2 separate regions of the Sus scrofa genome follow, and region 2 is linked to region 1. The links are chromatin contacts, called in public HiChIP or PLAC-seq maps. All regions are on one chromosome and are shown on one strand. Each heading gives the region's core, a stretch centred on a gene start, on an enhancer-like site or on the middle of the called end of the contact. The rest is flanking DNA. Distances are from core to core; before and after follow the strand shown. Region 1 holds the start of HMGCL (hydroxymethylglutaryl-CoA lyase, mitochondrial). Region 2 holds the start of CNR2 (cannabinoid receptor 2).

Region 1 (3,297 bases), core at 796-3,295:
AGGAAGTGTGAGTCCTCCAACTCCTTTCTCTTTTTAAAGATCTCATTGACTATTCAAGGTCCCTTGAAATTCTGTATGAATTTTAGTATGCTTTTTTTTTTTCCTATTTCTGCAAAAAACCGTCACTGGCATTTAAATAGGGATTGCAGTGAATCTGTAGGTCATTTTTGGGTAATATTGACATCTTCATATTCTATCTTCCAATTCATGAACATGGATGTCTTTTCATTTATTTATGTCTTCTTTAATTTCAGCAATGGTTTGTAGTTTTCAGTGTATAAATCTTGAAAGTCATGTTTATTTTAAACAGCATGGTAGTACTTTGGGGTCAAGTTCAGTCTTCTGGCTGCAGGCTTGAGGATTCTGTCCAGTAGTGCTCTAACTTATGATGGAGGATATTTTTTGTGCTTTGGAAGCATAACAAAAGACTTAATCATGTCTCATCTTCTCCCTAGCTAAAATCTGAGCCCCTTGAAAGCAGGGACAGTGCCTTTTCTGCTCCTCCCAAGAATGCCAGTCAGTTCACTCACCAGTTGGATATCCATACACCCAGGAGCCACAGTGACTATTTACAAAATGCAAATTTGATCATATCTTCCTGCATAGAATCCTTCAAATGCATTGCTGTAAGGATAGCTGTTATTAACATGTTCTCCAAAGCCCCCTGGTATAGTCCCTGCCAATCTCTCTCATCTTAGTAGGAAGTCCCGTTTTAACTCCCTCCTGCTCTCCAGTCCTTCTAGCCTTCTTTTCATCTTTCTGAAGCAATATTTTCAGAAATTTCTAATTGCAGCCTACAGTAATAAATTTTACAGTGCAACCTAGTTTGTTGTGTAATAACAGAAGTTTTGTAAAGCAGTACTTAGATTTCTATTTATACAATGCACTGCGATATTTTCTATCCTACTTATTTTGTCTTATTTATTTTTATGGCCACACCTGTGGCATATAGAAGTTCCCCAACTAGGGGTCAAATCAGAGCTGCAGCTGCCAGCCTAAGCCACAACCACAGCAAGATCTGAGCTACATTTGCAACCTACGCTGCAGCTTGCAGCAACACCAGATCCTTAAACTACTGAGCAAGACCAAGAGATCAAACCCACGTCATCATGTATATTAGTCGAGTTCTTAACCCAGTGAGCCACAACAGTAACTCCTATGCTATTTCTTTTAAAAAGTACCCACTAAAGAAGTTCTCTGTCGTGGTGCAGCGGAAATGAATCCGATCAGGAACCATGAGGTTGCAGGTTCGATCCCTGGCCTCACTCGGTGGGTTAAGAATCTGGCACTGCTGTAGGTCACAGACGAGGCTCGGATCTGGCGTTGCTGTAGCTCTGGCGTGGGCCGGCGGCAACAGCTTTCCGATTAGACCTCTAGCCTGGGATCCTCCATAGGCTGCGGGTGCAGTCCTAAAAAGACCAAAAAAAAAAAAAAAAAGTACCTACTAAAGTACTATTTATTTAATAAGCCACTAGAGAAAAAACAAGCAACAAAATCCAATGTGGATTCCTGATTTTTTTAAAGCTTTTAATAAAAAAGGATTTTTTAAAAAGTACCCACTAAATTGATTTTATGACCAATGGGGTACAACACTGGTCACAGGCATTCAATTTTGAAAAACGCTGCTCTAAACATTCAATTTCTTTGCCTAGGGGCCTTTGCATAATGCTATGCTCTGTCCGGAAAATTCTTCTTGTATCCTCTTTACCTGGGTAAATCTTACTTATTCTTCGAGGTGTGAAATCAAAGGACGCTTCTCTTTCTTGAGTCAACTGCCTGCATTTGAGTCCCAAAGATCATGATTAATGAATTATTATATGCAAACAACTCAGAACAGTGCATGGCAAATAGTAACGCTTCATCTTATAATTGCGTGATTGTTAACATCTGTCTCCCCATACCCCCTAGACTACAAACCCCTGAAGTCAGAGACTTTGGTTAACTTTTGTTCATCTTTATAGTCTTAGCGCCTCACTTCGCCTGGCACACAAAGAGCGTCAGAAAAGACGAAAAACTTAGACAGGCTGGGGGCGGAGCCAGCGTAGTGCGTCACCACGTCGTCCCAGAGGCCCCGCCTGGGGGCGGGGCCATGCCCAGCTGGCGAAGGGGGACGCGCGGACCTCTGCTGGGCAGCCGCGGGGGAAGCTGGGGCAAGATGGCGACAGTAAGAAAGGTGCCGCTACGGAGACTGGTGGGCTTGGCATCCCTTCGGGCTGTAAGTGCCCCGACCCGCCCGGGGGCGGTCCTGAAGGCACCTTGACGGTGAAGGTCGGGGGCTTGACCCGTAGCGGCTGGTCTGTGAAAGGCGAAGGCCGACAGCTCTTTCACAGAGGGCCTCGGCGTCTTGAACCCTGTCTGTCCCGCCCAAAGCTCTTGAGGGGCATAGGGAAACTGAGGCCCAGAGATGGGGAGCGACTTGTCCAGGTTGTCAGGACCTGAGACGCCATCCCAGACGTCCTAATTCCCTGGCTTAGGTTCTTCCTGGTGTCTCTGGCATCTTTCTCTGTCCGATTGAACTTTAACTTCAGACTAAAGTGACACAGTGAAAATCGTGAATACTCTGTCCGTTGCCAGTGGAAAAAGCAAGGTTATCCCCCTCTGTCCGTCTCCATTTCCAGCTCTTGTTGCGTTTGGGGACGCTTGGCGAGCTGTTCCAGGGTGCAGAGCAGGATTTGGATCATGTGGGGCTAAGTGTGATTACCTTGGAATTGTGTCCTGATGTTTTCCCTCTTCTTTCCCATGCTCAGTGAGTGGACCTAATCGTTTAAAGGGTTGAATACACTGTGTTGGTTAAAGCTCAAAAATTGTGGTGAGCCAGTGGTTATGACGCCACTTTTTTAGGTTGAGTGACAGGTCTCTAAACCCCTTTTCTTGAACTATAGCATGAAAAAATGTTACCTCAGTGTGGGTTTGGAGATTAAAGAAGATGTAGGTAAAGCATTTGACATTGTTCTAGGCCCGTGAGTGATCGATGAATTTTGTTGCCTTAGAGTTTAGAAGGAATTAAAACTGTATAGTGTTGGGAGTTCCCGTCATGGCGCAGTGGTTAACGAATCCGACTAGGAACCATGAGGTTGCGGGTTCGGTCCCTGCCCTTGCTCAGTGGGTTAACGATCCGGCGTTGCCGTGAGCTGTGGTGTAGGTTGCAGACGCGGCTCGGATCCCGCGTTGCTGTGGCTCTGGCGTAGGCCGGTGGCTACAGCTCCGATTCGACGATTCGACTCCTAGCCTGGGAACCTCCATATGCCGCAGCAGCGGCCCAAAGAAATAGCAAAAAGACCAAAAAAAAAAAAAAAA
Region 2 (2,935 bases), core at 180-2,679, 62 kb before region 1:
GAGAGATACCGCCCAGGAAGTTTCATTCTTCAATCAGGCCCCAAGTGTGGTGGTGCTCTGGGCCCAACCATGGGCAGATGCATCCAGTAGATGGCAGCATCTCACAGAACAAGGACTGGGGAAGCCGACTGTCCGCTAGGAACTGAGAAAACTGACGCCTGACCATCCCATGCAGGTGCAACTAAGCTCCCGTGGGGAAAAGGAGAACAGACTTCCTGTGTGGGTCCCATCAGCCCTACCCAGGGTACCCAGGAGACTTGGAGATTCTGGACCAACTGAGCAAAAAGGGCCCTTAACCATCATCTTGTCTAGTGCTGCCGAATATGTGTCCAAGGACCAACAGAATCACCTGGGAACTTGTTAAGAATTCAGATTCCCGGGTCTCGCCCCACAATACTTTGGTCAGAAACTTGGGGTGGTGTGGGCCAGCAATCTGTTCTCACAAGCCCTTCAGGTGATTCAGATCCATTGGACGTTGCAGAAGCACCTATCATTTTAGGAGTAGGGAAATCGAGGCCAAAGGAAGTAACTTATCACATAGCCAGGCAGTGGCAGAACCACCCTGGAACCCAGATTCCCAGATTCCCAGTCCTTTTCTTTCTTTCTTTTTTTTTTTTTTTTGTCTTTTTAGGGCCATATCTGCAGCATATGGAAGTTCCCACGTTAGGGGTCAAATCAGAGCTATAGCTGCTGGCCTACACCACAGCCACAGCAACGCCAGATCCAAGCGGCACCTGCGACCTACACCATAACTCATGCAATGCCAGATCATTAACCCACTGAGCGAGGCCAAGGATCAAACCCACATCCTCATGGATACGAGTCGGGTTCTTAACCCACGGAGCCACCAGGGGAACTCCCCTACACAGTATTTTTAAAGATTTGACTTTGTGGGCAACCTTCTAAGACTGGAAGCCACTACATAAAAGTCAGGATTTCTAGTCTCGGAAAATGTGGCCCATCTTTCAAATGCTTTGACCATTGGCAATTGGGCCTGCACTCCCCAGGGGCTAGGCTTCCCTGGAGCTGAGAGGGGTGTTCCCCATTCCCCACAGCCTGCACCACTCCCTGGTGCCCCACACCGGCACTCTTCACCCATTTATGTTATCTGCCTGGTGCCTGAATGCATCTGGTTCAAAGCTCTGATCTGGAGGGGTAGAGGCATTCGTATGGAATGTCATTCTAGGTGATCTGTACCAGGCTAGTGCCTTATCCCCATTTTACAGATGAAGAAATTAAGGTTTAGGGAGGTTAAGTGAATTGCTTAAGGTCATAAGAACTGGCTGGATTAGAACCCAAATCCCGCAGCTCCAAGGACAATACCCTGGTCAGAGATCCCCATGAAAAACAGTTCAACTCCAAGGGCAAGAACGTTGTGGCACTGGGGACCCAGAGGGGAAGTTGTGACAGGGACGGAAGGCCACACTCACTCATCTGTGAGAAAGCAAAAGCAAGAGACAGCTGGTTTGGGGGCAGCAGTCCAACAGGAGCTCTGGCTGGGCCCTAGGGCCAGGCTTTAGCCACACAACTGCCAGGACTCCTCAACACCCAGCAGGGTCAGGGAGCTCAGCCACAAACAACGGTGAGTAGTTTTTCTTGCTGTTTTATTTTTTTTTTTATTTTTTTTTTTTTTTTTTTGTCTTTTTGTTGTTGTTGTTGCTATTTCTTGGGCCGCTCCTGCGGCATATGGAGGTTCCCAGGCTAGGGGTCGAATTAGAGCTGTAGCCACTGGCCTACGCCACAGCCACAGCAACTTGGGATCTGAGTTGCATCTGCAACCTACACCACAGCTCACGGCAACGCCAGATCGTTAACCCACTGAGCAAGGGCAGGGACCGAACCCGCAACCTCATGGTTCCTAGTCGGATTCGTTAACCACTGCGCCACGACGGGAACTCCCTCTTGCTGTTTTATTTGGGGATCCTTCCTCATTGCAGAAAACCTGTGTTCTTAACTTACCCCTTCCCTCCAGGGTTGGGAGAAGCTGGGTGGGCCTGCCAGGGGCCAGGAGATGGATGTCCCGTGAGGCCTCCTGAGGTTTTTGAGGGCCAGCACTGGAAGGCACAGGGCTGGTCCAATCCCTACCTTCAGACAGGTCAAGAATCAGCCCTCGGCTTTCATGTCTATCAAAGTTAGGATAGAAGGTGATGCTCACAGCCCGCAGACAGCCTCACATGTGCCAGGTGCTACTCTAAGGGCCTTTCATGATTAAATTTATTTAATCCTCACAACTGTCTACAGTAGGTGCTATTATCATTCCCCGCTCGGCAGACGGGGCCTCAGCTACTTACCTGATGTTACAAGGGCATGAAGTGAGGGTGCTGGGCTTGCACTTCGGCATCTGGCTCCACAGCTTACTTACTCTTTGACCACAAGGCTATCCTGCCTTACAAGGTACAGGCTTGAATAGCAGGTGGTGGCCAGGAAAGAACCCCAAAAGACTAGGGCTCGAAGAGATCACCTGGTGAGTCCTGGCCTTCATTTTACAGATGGGGAAACTGAGGCACAGAGAGACACGGATTGCCCAGTTGGGGCATCTCGGTAGTGTAATGTGGTCTAGTCCACGCTAGACTCAGAAGACCAGGGTCCACTTCCCTGGAGGTTCCACTCAGGGAACAGTAGTGCTGACACATGTGCACTGGGGCCAGTGTCTGGGTGTGAACCCCAGGGCTGCCTCTAGTAACCCTAGGGCCTTAGACAAATCACGCCACTTCTCTTCCAAGAAAACCTGGGCCCGAGACCATCACTCAGGCTCATGGAGGGTTGACTGGATGACGCTGGCTCCGGGATGGGGGTACCTGCATTGGGAGTGGCTGCAGAGGAGATTCTGTTCTTCACCCCACCTGCCTTTGCTCTGGATTGGAGATGAGGATAGATAAGGCCACAGGCTGTTTTGCCCTAGTATGGGTGGCATGCAGACATCTTCCAGGCATGA

The links. HiChIP or PLAC-seq counts read pairs in DNA pulled down with a chosen protein or histone mark.
Region 2: an H3K27ac HiChIP or PLAC-seq map of alveolar macrophages shows a contact between it and region 1. The contact joins the promoter of CNR2 here to the promoter of HMGCL in region 1. A contact is called at or near these places in 1 of 5 promoter capture datasets (liver), 15 of 47 Hi-C or Micro-C datasets (alveolar macrophages, blood, brain and 9 more) and 1 of 2 datasets of contacts at active chromatin or transcription factors (alveolar macrophages).

Annotation. Positions count from the first base shown.
Region 1 is chr6:81,629,202-81,632,498 of Sscrofa11.1, reverse strand. It overlaps HMGCL (hydroxymethylglutaryl-CoA lyase, mitochondrial), which reads left to right and starts at 2,045. Exons shown (of 9, transcript XM_005656051.3): 1 at 2,045-2,173. The coding sequence starts at 2,090.
Region 2 is chr6:81,691,044-81,693,978 of Sscrofa11.1, reverse strand. CNR2 (cannabinoid receptor 2) reads left to right here and starts at 1,429. Exons shown (of 2, transcript XM_021095532.1): 1 at 1,429-1,582.